Linked DNA regions of Mus musculus: region 2 is linked to region 1. Evidence: chromatin contacts called from public HiChIP or PLAC-seq data. All regions are on one chromosome and are shown on one strand. Each heading gives the region's core, a stretch centred on a gene start, on an enhancer-like site or on the middle of the called end of the contact. The rest is flanking DNA. Distances are from core to core; before and after follow the strand shown.

What was found. HiChIP or PLAC-seq counts read pairs in DNA pulled down with a chosen protein or histone mark.
Region 2: an HNF4G HiChIP or PLAC-seq map of pancreatic cancer cells shows a contact between it and region 1. The contact joins two enhancer-like sites. A contact is called at or near these places in 1 of 484 Hi-C or Micro-C datasets (the G1E-ER4 cell line), 3 of 115 datasets of contacts at active chromatin or transcription factors (the SCID.adh cell line, embryonic stem cells and pancreatic cancer cells) and 2 of 9 other capture datasets (adipose tissue and liver).

What each region holds. Positions count from the first base shown.
Region 1 is chr5:148,357,053-148,364,076 of GRCm38.p6, forward strand. The region is part of intron 2 of Slc7a1 (solute carrier family 7 (cationic amino acid transporter, y+ system), member 1); the gene reads right to left. Among named protein-coding and RNA genes, the nearest start is that of Slc7a1, 39 kb to the right of the region's middle. Within about 2 kb of position 4,394, at least 108 of the 459 cell types and tissues checked have an H3K27ac peak or open chromatin away from gene starts, as enhancers often do. A contact at or near this core is called in the G1E-ER4 cell line and pancreatic cancer cells, where this site is marked.
Region 2 is chr5:148,521,312-148,528,335 of GRCm38.p6, forward strand. All of the region lies in intron 1 of Ubl3 (ubiquitin-like 3), which reads right to left. Among named protein-coding and RNA genes, the nearest start is that of Ubl3, 28 kb to the right of the region's middle. Within about 2 kb of position 2,405, at least 34 of the 459 cell types and tissues checked have an H3K27ac peak or open chromatin away from gene starts, as enhancers often do. A contact at or near this core is called in the G1E-ER4 cell line and pancreatic cancer cells, where this site is marked.

The sequences.
Region 1 (7,024 bases), core at 3,144-5,643:
CCATACGGCAGTTCAAAGCCATCTGTATCTCCAGTTGCAGAGGATCTGATAACCTCTTCTGGCCTCCGTGGGCACTGCACGCACATACTCAGGAATATACATTCATTCCAATAAATAATAAATTTTTAAAAAATACATAATGACGCCAACAACTTCCACCAGGGTAAGGGGTCCCAAGACAGGAGACTTGGGGTCACAGGGTGGCTGAACTGTGGCTTAAGAGTCACAGTTTTCCTGAAGAACCAAGGTCGTGCCATCCCACCCACAACAGAGGCTCAAAGAAGCTCATCCAGAGCCTTCACTTCTTGCTGCAGCCTTGGATCTACGCCACGTGGCCCTCTCCTAACACTCACAGGATGTCCAGCATGGGTCTCTCAAGCCTATCACAGGAAGTCCCCGGCCCAGTGTGACCGCCAAACTATAGCACCTGCCAGGTGTCCAGGTCTTGGTGACTTTAACCTCAACTCCCCTTTACACAATCAGAAACCCCACAGCCCTCATTATATTCCTTATGATCCAAGAGGGGCCAAACGCAGAACTCCCAGAGAGCGAAGATCCATCCTGAGACAAAACCCTCATCATGTGGGAGAACTACAGGAAGGACACTTCAGAGCTGAGGGCCTGGCATGGCTCTGGATGACTTCCAAAACCCACAGGGGATCCACCAGTGGCAAAATACCTGGGAGGAACAACTGGAGGGAAGAAAGATTTCTTTTGGCTCAGACATTACTGTTGATGATCAGCTGGCTTTACTGCTTGGAGGCCTGAGGCAGAATCTCATAGCCTCTTGCACATGTGCTAGATCAAAAAGGCTCATCTCATGGCCAGAGAGACAAAAGACAGGGCCTAGGCAAAGATACAGCCAAGAACATGTCCCCTAGTCTCATGTCTCCCCCAAGTACTGCAAGCCACTGAATTATGATACATTAGTGGATGGATCCATTGAATAAGTAGAGGTTTTGTGATTAATGTTAAAACCTACCAGCTAGGGATAAACCTTCAACACTTGGACCTTTGAAGACACTTCATACCCACAAGCTATAATCCAAAGGTGGGAAGTGGAGGGGAAAAGGCACCAACAAAGAGCCTTAGCCCTCAACCACATGGGAAGCAGCTAAGGACCGCGGGTTACTCAAGGCTCCAACATGATTGAGCAGGGTCTACATACCCTATACATACCCTATACATACCTATATATACCTCGCAGAGGCTCAAACAAATAAGCTTGAGAGTGAATGCCGGCTGTGGTGGACTCATGGGATACCAAGCCTGCCCATGAAGATCCAATGCCCTCTTCTGGCTGGACAGGCACTGGCACACACATGGCATGCACACGCGTGCACACACACACACACACACACACACACACAGAAACTAGTCTTACTAGTGCAGGTCTTGTGAGGCCCCCGTGGGATAGAGCACTGGGAGACAGGATGAGAAGCCAACTTACTAGTCCTTCTCCTCTGCCTCCCCCCCTTCTTTTCCTTTTAAATCTTAATTACAAAGCAAGCCACCAAGTTCATACTGGGTTTTGAACCTGCTTTGCCATAGACACCACTGATTCTGTCTGCTTTACCATACACACGCTCTTTCAAAGCTCCTTACCCAAACCATAGAGCACCCACCCCGGGTGGAAAGGGACCAACCAGGACAATGACTCCTCTCAGGGACACCCCAGATACCTTTCAAAGGCATGTACAAGTGGCTACAGGAGCTCCCAAGCTTCCCGGGGACAGTCCCCAGTGGAGCAGGGCTAACTGGGGTCTGGCCCAAGGAACCAGGGTGTCCATAAAATAGGCTTTACTCATGTTCCCCTGAGATGGAATGCTGACTTCTTTGGCTCCTTCTAGAAACATCTTCTTCGACCAAGGATAAGGCAGAGGTTTCCGTGCAAAAGCTAATTTCACTTCCGGTTAACTAATCAGCTAACACATCCCCAGCTCATTCATTTGTCCAGTCAACAGAACCTTTAACGAACCTGGGCTGGTCACCAACATCCACCTGAGCCAGGGACCACACCTTACCTTCCAGACCTCCAGCAATGTCTCAGCCCTCCACTTGGTGACCGACACACGTAGTTCCTACGAACTCCAATGATTCGAAAGTAGACAAAGGAAAGAAGCTATGGAAAACGAGGGGCAGACAAGGGAACCGGGGTGTGGGGATAAAACCAACCGATGAGCTGGGCCCGTTAGGCAAAAGATGAGGCAGATATCAGAGCCAGGCCAGGCCGGCACAGCCTTGTCTCTTTAATCATCCCCGAAGTCAGGAAAGTTGCAACTTTCTGAGCTCTTACAAGGAGAGAGGGGTGGAGTTTGATGGTGGATGGCTCAACTCACATAACTCAAAAGAAGCAAGGACAGGATCTGAACTCAGGTCAGCTAGTATCAAAAGCGGTGCTCTCTGCCAACTGGGCTAAAATGACTCAATTTCGGGTTGGAGTTTTGTTTGTTTGTTTTGGTATTATCGTTTGTTTGTTTTTGTGTGTGTGTGCTGAGGGTCAAATCCACAGCCTCAAGCATGATAGTCATACCCCCAGCCACCTAACTGCCCTGTAACAGAGTCAGGCCGGACCCTAACTGACCTGGGTCTCGCCCTCCGCCAGCTTAAGAATCCCAGCCAAGCAGCCAGGGTAATCCTGTGCAGCTTTTCTCATTCCTGGCTCGCAGGACACATTGTCCAAACATGCCTCCTGTCGCCTGACAACTCACTTTGTCATTCCACCCAACATCCACAAGTACACGATGACTGACTCGCATTTAATGACAACTTAACTGGTCACTCCTAACACAAAGGGAGTGATTCAAAGTAACACACACACACACATATATACACACTCACTACTCACCCCCTGCTGCTGGCTTTGAACTATAGGAAACCAGAGGGTGGAGGTAAAAGTGGGTCATTTCAGTTGCTTGAACCACCCAGGGCTGTGGTAGGAAGGTTTTAGAGGTCATACAGACAGCAGGCTTGGAAAACATATGTAGAGGGAACTCTAGACGTGGCCGAGAGATTAAACATGATGATGGAAATATTATATATCTGCAAAAGTATCAAAAACAGTATATAAAGAATTTTCAGCCAGGGAGTGGTGGCCCACGCCTTTAGTCCCAGCACTTGGGAGGCAGAGGCAGGTGGGTTTCTGAGTTCGAAGCCAGCCTGGTCTACAGAGTGAGTTCCAGGACAGCCAGGGATACACAGGGAAACCCTGTCTTGAAAAACCGAAAGAAAGAAGGAAAGAAAGAAAGAAAGAAAGAAAGAAAGAAAGAAAGAAAGAAAGGAAGAAAGAAAGAAAGGAAGAAAGAAAGAAAGAAAAATTTTCAGGGCAGGGTGACTGAGACCATGGCCTCTCTTAGAGGACTATAGGGCTCTTTTATTTCCTGAACTTTTACTGTCTTCCCACCTATATTGAGCACACAATGCCTTTGAATTAGAGGGAGAAAAATCTCTCTAATGAAACCAACAAACAGCACAGGGGCATAAAGAAGATAAGAGGCTCCCTGCAAGGTCGGCCCACCTCGTGTCTACATAGGAAATGGTGGTAATTAGGTCCGTGGGATTTGTTATGTTTTCCGCTGTCTCCGTGAGGGTCTGTCTGGAAATTTCCAAAATTAAAGGCGAAAAGAAACAAATTCACCTACAACTGACCCGGAAATGTTTGTGCACCCTACACCAGGCCCCGGGGCACGCCCAGGACCTGCACAACTTCAAATGTTATCAGCCACTGTGACAATGGACTGGGTGAAATAGTCTTTTCCTATAGAATCAAGTTGAACAATGTGGAATTATTAATATTGAACCATTTTTATTGGTTTTATAAAAATATAGCCAACAGCTTAAAAAAAATAGACCAGGTGGGATTTCAGGTATTTTTCTCTGGGGCTTCATTCTAACTCATGCTGGAAGAGCCAACATGAACTCTAAAGATTAGATGTGGGGAAAAGGAATAATTTAGAGAGGTGGAGAGCATTGGGGGTGGGGTGAGAGGTAGGGCATTTCCAATCACACATTTTTGCATACGTATACTATAAGGGGCATGGTGAAGTTTACTTTCCAGCAGGTACTGGGTAGAAATAGCACACACCTGCAGCTGCTGCTGGCACACGCGGCAACGGACAATTGAAACCACGCTGCTGGTTAGAGGCCAAGGAGAAGCTGGAGGGCTGGGGGGAACTACATCTCAAGGGGTCTAGGCTGGCCAAGGGTGACTTCCATGGCTGGGCGTATATAGGCTCCGGTTTTGGCACCTTCTTGTACAGTGTTTTAATCTGATTGGCGAAGGTAGCTTTGCTTAAACAAATGTCAGAACGTGACACAGTTCTGGCTCTGACTTTTCAAAGAGCCCTCAGGCACACAGAACCCACGCCCCTGGTTGCCATGGGTATTATCTAGGCAGACGAGGTCATGCACAAGTAATCCCTATACAGGAAATGCCACATTTTGTGGTCAGTCTTCCTGGTCTATTCCAAGTCACAGTTCACTGGCGGCCAGAATCTCAGAGGCTCGCTCCAGAAGGAAAGTGTTAATAATCTGAGATACTCATTCAGGCCCTCATCTTTAAAACGAGTAGTCATATTTGTCCCTGCCACAAGGTTTCCTCCTGTGTAACATGCATATAAATGGGTGGACACCTTGGGAGGCAGGAACAGAAAGAAAATGTCCAGTTACAGAAAAGTCTTTGGAGACCGGAATGTTTATCTGCACGATCAAAGATCCAAGCAGCCCACAGGACAGGTGGAGGGAAGGAAAGGCACCCAGAACGCTGGAGTAATTCTAAAGGAATGAGGCTAACTGCCCCGTGGGAGAGCACTGTGGCCACAAGCAGTGAATTCTAGTTATGTAGGTTAGTGGCTGTGTCGACTGCTTGCTTTAATTATTCTAATGTGATAAGGTCACATCACCCCAGGATCTGAACTTGACCCACTGCCTCAAATGCTTTAGACCCAAATAGCTGAATCTGCTTCCTTCTTCCTGACAGTCTGTTGTACATCTGAGAAGAAGGCCATAGGTCCTGTCTACTATTTTTAAGGCTGTGTGTGTGTGTGTGTGTGTGTGTGTGTGTTCCTGGAGATGGATGGAATGAGCTCAACACACGCCCACTGCTGAGCTACACGTCTAGCCTTTTAAAGAATGCCTAAAAGCTGAATGCAGACATTTCAACTTATGTCTTAAGCAAGATCCACCATAGTCCCTCTCCCCCACCCCTGTCACCTGACAACCTATTTCAAGGTCGCCTTGCTTGCTACAGCAAAGAAGAAGTCCTTCAAGAGTCTAGAACACATTCTTCTATACAGCCAAACTCCGAAGAGTAGCCGAAGCCGCCATGCTCCCCGTAAGGCTGTGTACTCCAGCCACCACACACACAGGGCCCAGAGACCCTGACACAGCCAGAGGTTGTCCACCACACCCACTTGGATGGCTTGAAGCATCCTTGGAACCCAGAGAATATGCAAAGTGATGGGCTGGGTGTCACTCCGGCAGGGAGGTCAGCCATACAGGGCTGTATCTTGTTTGTAGCCCCTCCATACTGGTTCATCGGAGCAAGCTGCCATACTGGGACAGGCCCCTTGACAACAAGCCTCAGATCGCCAGTCCTACACCTCAAGGAAATGGATCACAATACATTATACACACACACACACACACACACACACACACACACACATATGATACTAGCAATAAATAAATAAATAAAAACTGAAATTTAAAAAGCAAAACAAAACGCTACCTATAGTAACACCAAAAAATATGTCTCTGGCCAAGTATTGAGGCACGAAACTTTAATCCCAACACTTGAGAGGCAGAGTTGAGTTGATCCCTTTGAGTCTGGGGCCAGCCCGCTCTACATATGGATGGAGCTGCAGGCCATCCGGGACTATATAATAAGGCCCTGTCTCCAAAAAAAAAAAAAAAAAAAAAAGGTCTCCATGATGGGCCATCGTCATGGTAGGATTTCAGATCCCACAAAAGATGAGCCGCTCACTGCCCTGGCCACGCAGTGCTTCTATCTCCATGGCAAGAAGAAAGCAAGTAACTGCTCAGATCCAACCACCTGCACAACAAGTACTTATTGAGTGCCTGCTGTATACTACAAACCCTGCCCTGTGGATGGAGAAGAGGCAATGTTAGCTTACAGGCCATTCTGCTAGGCTCCTCCTAGGGACCCGGCAACAGCCGTACGTCATCACCTGCCACCATGACCTGCCTCCACCAGGAGTGGCATCACCCCAGTTCTTGTGTTTGTTCGTGCCCCCCCCCCTTTTCTGTCCCTCCTTCTCTGCCCTCATGGCATGGCTCTATCTGCCTCTATACCCCTCTTCCAGACCCTCACTCCCTCCCTTTTCCCCAAACAAACCTCCTTTATATTAGGTCTGTTGCATAGCATGCGCGGTTTCTCCAGGGGACTCCTTGGCACAGGCCCACCAGGCACGCGCACACACGCACACACGCGCACACACACACACACACCCCTCTGCCACCACTGCGCTATACTTTATAACAATCAGACTCCATGAAGACCCCCCCGTGCTGGATATGACGAAGTAAGAGGCATAAACATGGCTGGCCAAGACAGGAAGGTCTCCTGGCGATGTGCCACAGACACTATTGCCTGGCCTGTCTCTCTTATTCCAAGAAAGGATGGTGGCGAGCTGGCCTGTTGGTTTTGGTTGTGAATTCTGAGTAGAGGCGTTGCTCAGGACATGGGGCTGAGGACCAAATGATGACTGCCCTATACTTTGGCACAACATTTCCCAAGTCCAGGGCTCCTCTGGCTGTCAACGCCCCCCTGTTGGGTAATGAGGAGGCTGCTGGCCACTGGGCCATTAGGGAAGCAGAGACACGTGTGACTGGGGCCAGCAGATAATCTCCCGAAGGAGCTGCTTCTCGTTTGATTACGTAAGCACTGAGACCAGGGTTGCCCTGGCTCAGACCCAGGCAGAACACCCTCCCCATCTCCTCGTTTAATCACGCTAGGCTTCGGGAAGGTACACCTGGCCATTCTGCACCGCCATCCCTGTTCCCT
Region 2 (7,024 bases), core at 1,155-3,654, 160 kb after region 1:
CTCATAGCTAGATTTAGTCAAGAAACAACATAAAGAGGCACCTCATCTCCAAATCTTTCTGTAGTCACACAAAATTATATGTGATCATTACACTTGGTGCCCAGAAATTAGTTTTTAAGATTGTATGTTGGTTAGTTTTATGTCAACATGATAGAAGCTAGTCATTGGAGAGGAGGGAGCTTTAATCGAGAAAATATCTCTAAAGATCAGGCTGTAGGCAAGACGTTTTCTTTCTTTCTTTCTTCCAATATTTACTTATTTTATGTATGTGAGTGCTCTTGTCTTCGCTCACACCAGGAGAGGGCATCAGATCCCATTACAGATGGTTGTGAGCCACCATGAGGGTGTTGAACTCAGGACCTCTGGAAGAACAGTCTTAACTCTTAACTGCTAAACTATCTCTCCAGACCTGCAAGGCATTTCATTCATTAGTAATTCACAGGGGAGGACCCAGCCCATTATGGGTGAGGCCACCCTGGGCAGGTGGTTCTGGTTCCATAAGAAAACGGGCTGAGGAAGCCAGGAGGAGCAAGCCAATAAGCCACACACACCTATCCATGGCTTCTGCATCAGCTCTAGCCTCCAGGTTCCTGCCCTGATATGGAAGCATATGCCAAATAAACCCTTTCTCTTCAATTTGTTTTTGTCATGGTACTTTATCACAGCAGCAGTAACCCCGACTAAGGCAATTTTCAAACAAATTCACACTGGAGAATTTTTAAACCTGTGGTAATATATAGAATAGACTGGGCTGATAGACCAACAGTGGACAGAATCTGAGAGAGAACAGGTAACCAGAGAGGAGAAAATAGGGCAGGCTAAGTGACGGCTCTAAGCTTTGGTGCTGAGATGTAAGAGGAAGCCAGGAGAATTGCACAGAAATGAGGACCAGAAAAGGGATACTGTCTAGAAAAAGATACGTTTAGCTTTTAGCACATCAGTTTTGAAAAAAATCAGTCTTAAAAATGTATTTCTGGTAGCACCAAATACAATTATCACATATACCACTGATTTCAGAGATGAGGTGCCTTTGACTATATTATTTCATGACTATTATATTAGATCAAAAACAGGGGAAGCTATACATTTGAAAATAATCCATACAGTCACTGCCTAATAAAAAAAAAAAGGCGTTTTTGTTTTTGTTTTTTGAGACAGGGTTTCTCTGTGTAGCTCTGGCTGTCTTGGAACTCAAGAGACCCACCTGCCTCTACCTCCTGAGCGCCTGAATTAAAGGCGTGCACTACCACAGCTTCTGACTGGAAGGACAAATCAATAATAGAGCAGGGTGTGCCAGATTATAGCCAGGATTTCTGCAATAGTTCAGTGACATGTGTAACTAGAAAGTTGTCTGTCAAGAAACCATGTTTCTACTGCTTTTACTGTTAAGCATAAATAAGTAATAACAAACTCACTATTCCACACACTCTGACACAGACCATAGTGATAATAATAGAAGACAGTTGCTCTGAGAAGTTAAGAAGGTTTAAAAATCATTCTTTACAATATGTCTGTCAACTCATTACTCCAGAGTGCTAGCAAGCACTTCTGTTTATGAAGAAGTGGTTCTGTCTGGCTATGAAGAAAGCGATTGTTCCATGCTGCCTGCACTCTGCAGGCCTATTCAGCTTGCACAGACAATTTGCATCAACCTGTGACTAGTGATACTGTCACTTAGTGGTGCCCAGATAGCTATGATCTCATGGGCTCTTAATATTGAGGTTCTCATTTATCAATTAATGTCTCTGGAACACTCATGAACTCTGAATTTAATACAATGGCATTTTATTTATTGTCATTAATTAAAATTTAAAATCCAAATATACTCAGGGTTGGTATAACAAATTATTCAGCAGGAGGGCTCATAAGGACACAAACAAGGACAGAAACAATTGAGTAATGGACGCATCAATGTCACTATGTAATGTTAAATACAATCTTTGGGAAAACACAGCACAAAACTGTATCTATGTGAGCTTTCTGAGCTAACCATGCTCCCCAGCGCCAACACTGATGCACTGAGCAGAGGTGGCTGCTTCAGACTATCAATTAAAGATCTCTGAATCATAAGTTATACTTCCTACAGACAAATCCAGCAGCATCAAAAACATTCATCCTAAGGCAAAGCTGAATGGAGGCAGCAGATGGTTTCCGAGAAGGGAAGTCTAGAGAACACAGGAAGAGTCCATTAGACTCTGTAAAAGTCACATTTTCTATAATGAAGGCTAAAGTGAATGATGAAGACGGCTCTCCAAGTGAAAAGGAACAGGGTCTCTGATTGGAGACCACAGGGGGTGTGGTGGTGGGGGGGATGATGTGTCAACCTCTTGCTGACTAACCCCTTAAGTTGCAGACATGGAGGCCAGCACTTCAAGCTTAACTGCTCCCTGTAAGAGAACTGTGGGGCAGTGGTTTGCCCTCTGACTAAGCAGGAACAAACAGCAGCCCAGTTGAAGTATGTCCCCAAACCCCACCCTGACCCAGGAAGTACAAACTATGCATACATTCTGAGGTCAGAGTGAGCCTCAAACTAAGGATGCCGCCCACCTCCTTCTGCCTTGTCTTCAGAGTAATAGGATCTTTCTGAGGGTGCAATAACACACATGGATCACACTGCTATCTTCAAATCTCATCTCTACATGAATAATTTATCTCACACTGCTCCAAGGTCTCCAGAAAGCATGACGTATCAGTACTGATACTGAAATGATCAGTACATTTTGTAAATGATACCAAGTAGGAAAGGTGTTTGCTTATAAAAAGGAATAGCTTTAACATTTTTATTTCAAAGGAAATTGGTTATTACCTAGCTCTTAGGATACTCAAACAAAGATCAAAGAAGAGAAGAATTAAAAGATGTTGCAACATGGAGGTGTGCAGTAGAACTGGCCCAGGGGAGGTCACAAGAGAAATAGAGTTGATTAGCTAGTCATGAACAGTCCTCCATGAACAGGACCAACTATAGACCAAAACAGTCAGAAAGAAATTACATCTGTATTAAACACTCAAGACATCTTCCTTGACATTCCTCCCAAAGCAACAGGGTACTTGGCACTGGCTGTTCTAAGTATCCACAGGTGGTCCCAGTGCATGGAGAAGGTGCTAGGTTACACACAGGTACCACTCCATTTCAGAGGATTCCTTAGCTTTTCCAGTGTCCCACAGGGGTCCGGAAACTTCCCCACTACAAAGTGAAGGACAGCTGTAATTGTTCTTTAAACTACAATTATAAACTGAGATTCTATTACCTTTCAGATATTTTAATGATCTGAAAGGTAATTACCTGATGATTTTTTTCCATTGTAATAAACTAAATTTATGAGCATGGCAGATCTTAAATTCTAGTAAGCACTGAAAAAAACATTGAAAAGATCAATAGTTGTACCAGCTAGTTTTATATCAACTTGACACAAACTTGAGTCAGAGAGGGGGGAGTCTCAATTGAGAAAATGTCTCTTTAAGATCAGGCTGTAGTTATAGGACATTTTCTTAATTAGTTATCAATGGGAGATACCACCAGAATGGCTACAATCACAAGTAAGAGTTGGTACAGATGTGGAAATCATAACTCTCAAGTGTGGCTGAACGCCAGGGGGTGGCCACTCTGCAAACACCTGCACAGCCATCCTGCTTTAGGTGACTTAGCACCTCCAGTCTCTGTGCTGTCCACTCTCCCGACTGCGGTAACAGAGCAGAGACGACTTTTACTTGTTTGGGATTTCTTATCTAATGATTCAGGGTAAAATGACAAGACAGGTTAGATTTCTTGAAATGTAAAACTAAAAACAATTAATGGGGGAGGGAGATATGCATAGGTTTAAGAGTATGTGTTGTAACTGCAAGTGACAGTGACAGACAAGACTCCATCTTGTACTTGGAACAAAGGTGGAAACTTCCTGTAAAGAAAACAACTTAAAAAACTGGTGTTAAGTGTCTGATAACTTTCCATGGGGTAAAGACATTTTTCTGGGAAGAATATACTCCTATCATCATAATCTAGGGCTTTTCCTATGGAATACTTAGATTACTACAGTGTCCCCAGGATCCAGGATAAGGATAAGGATGGATTCCTGCCTGCTCAAAACCAGCTGGTGTTGTACAGCTGTGACGCCGACGACTCCCTCCCTAAGAGAGCCGGGCTCCTCAGCACCTGCCATGAACCTGAACATCTTCCCCGATACAGACAAGGTGTGATTATCAGCTGCCAGGAACCTGTCAGAATAAAGCCTCGTCTTTTTAACCTCCTACAGGGTACTGCTCTGAATTTAACTGGTGTCCTCCAGATTTCACATTCTAGATTTAGAGAAATCACAGAAAGACATTAGAGAAAACCCTTATGTGAGGGAACATGATGCACTGTAGAAAGAGAACACAGCTTGGTGTCGTGGTGTCTTCAAACAGTGACATAGCAATTACAATTTCCTTACAATTAGTAAAAATATTTTCTGAAGATACACCCTATCAAATAAGCTGTAAAGAAAAAAATTGAAATGTATTTTTCCTGTTCTTCATATTTTATTTCCTGGCTTTGCCTCAACACCAAACTCCCATTTCTTCAGTCAAAGGGGAAGAAGAAATAAAATCCTGTGCAGGCACGCTCTACAACTGAAGAGAGACATGATGTTCAGTGAGGTAAAGGCATGTGTGGGATCAGAGAATCTGAGCATTAAAGAAGTGCATTGTCTCTGTTGGCTGCTGTCAGTACGACAGGGTTAGCTGAGCCTCCCAGTGCACTTCTTCCCACTGGGCAGACAGAGGAAAAAGAACAATTTTAATGGAAGACGACTGGTTATCAATCTCTCAAATGCTGTAATCCTCTTTTAGAGTTCCTCACATTGTGGTAACCAATCATAACATTACTTTGTTGCTCCTTCATAACTATAATTTTGCTACCATTATGGACCATAATTTAAATATCTGATATGCCGAATATTTGATATGCAAAACCCACGAAAAGGGCTAGCAACCCACAGGTTGAGAACCACTGAGCAAAGCAATGTACTGTCACAGTCTCGACACTGACACTATATGCTAGCCATGTGCATTGGAAACACTTTACATAACTCACTACTGTAAAGATTAAAAAGCAATAAAAACTTACTGTAAACTCTACATCGTCCACGTGCTGTGAATCTAGATTTGTATGTGAAAGAGTAATTAGTGTCAATGAAAATGGCTTCTCCCTTTATGTCCTCTTATGACAGACCCTCAAGGTCTAGCACAGATTTAAACCTGTAAATCCTTTGTGCAAATTTAGTATGCTGTACATAACCCTCACCACTACACTGCAAACTCCTGGAGAGCAGGATCATAATGCCCAAGCAGTTTACAGGTCTTTGCTCTCTTCCACTCTTCTCCCTACCATTTTCCACAGTATCTGTGGTAGCACAAGCAATAAATATCCTCATGAAAACTCATCCAAGTACTGCAGCAGCTGATCATTCTCCCTAACGTGCGTCAATAAAACCACCCGGGGCCATTTAGAGGAAGGGAAATGCCATGATTACCATGGCAGAGCAGGCCTCCCAGAGTCTCAGTGGCTGTGTTCCCATGGTAAACACATAAGGTTCTCTTCAGGATCTACCAGCACTCTACATTTCCACGGTCTCAACGCTAGTCCCTTAGACCATGTCAGTGTGAAGACGCTTCCATGAAGCATATACGGTTAGAAAAGCCTCACCTGCCCAACACGGCCTTCACACAAAGGGTATTACTTATCAACAGATTATGAGTATTATTTGCAGATTATTTTAACCTCTTATGGGGCACTACTCTAAATTCAATGTTATTCCCCAGATTTCATATATAGGATTCAAGGAATTAAAAAAAAAACATATTAGAGAGAACCCTGGGATTCGGGAGCACATTATAGAAAGAGTACAGTTCAGTGTTTCTTTAAACAGTGACATGCCAATTACAAATTACTGACAAATAATTAGTGACAATGTTTTCGGAAGGCACACCTTATCAAATTAGCTGTAAAGAAAACCCCGAATTTTAGGATCTATTTAGGAACTTACCAGATTTCAAACATTCAGTACACTGCTTCAGAAATTATGCTAGTAATGTCTGAAGTATTTTAATTGGTGCTGTTAACAGCAGGAATGATAACACTGCTAGTATACAAGGTAAAGATTGCTACCCTTGTTTTTGGCTAGCAAATTCCAGCTCCACTATCCACTGCAGCTCTAGGTCTATAGGGCTAAAGATAAGCCTAAACTTCTGATCCTCCTGCCCCCATGTCCTAAGTCCTCAATGACAGGTGTCTAGCACTATTACCCAGTGTGTAGGTGCTGGGACTCAAAGTCAGGGCTTCACTCAGCTAGGCAAACACTGCCAACTAACCGCATAAGCAGCCCTACAGCCCTCTTTCTTTATCCACATCCTTAAGCAAAGACCAGTGTCTCAACCTCAGTCTAAAGCTGTTTACTGGGAAACCCTTCACTGTGGGGTTGTTTCAAGCACTGTAGGATATACACCACTTTCAGCTGGATGATGCTCCACCCCAACCTCTCAGAGCCCCGGTAATAAAGATCTCTTTCCAGATACTGCCAAGTCTCTAGGAGCAAAACTGCTTGGTGACAGGCTCAGGCACGGTGCTGGCCATCAGGAACACATCTGTCGATGATCTGGAGCAACAGAACACGTTCAACGTTTTAAAATTACTCAGAGGGGGAAGTATTTCAAACTGATGATAAATGGCTAAGTACAAAGTCTCAATAGTATCTAAACACAATAAACTATATTATCAAGTTTTCTTGCATGTATATACAGATTATAAGATCACGATTCTATAACACCACAAAAACTTTTATTTGCCCTAGTGTAGTCCTTTGGGGGTAGAAGTACACAACTGCAGGAGAGGGAAGTGTCACATCATAATTTTAGAAGTGTTTTCAAGCCTGGCTTAGGGCTACTTGCCTTTCTTGCCCTCATCATCTCCTTTCTCCAGAGCACCTACATAAAAATTACCATATTTGCCCTTTACTCTTAAGCCTAGAGTGCTATGACATTTTAACACTAT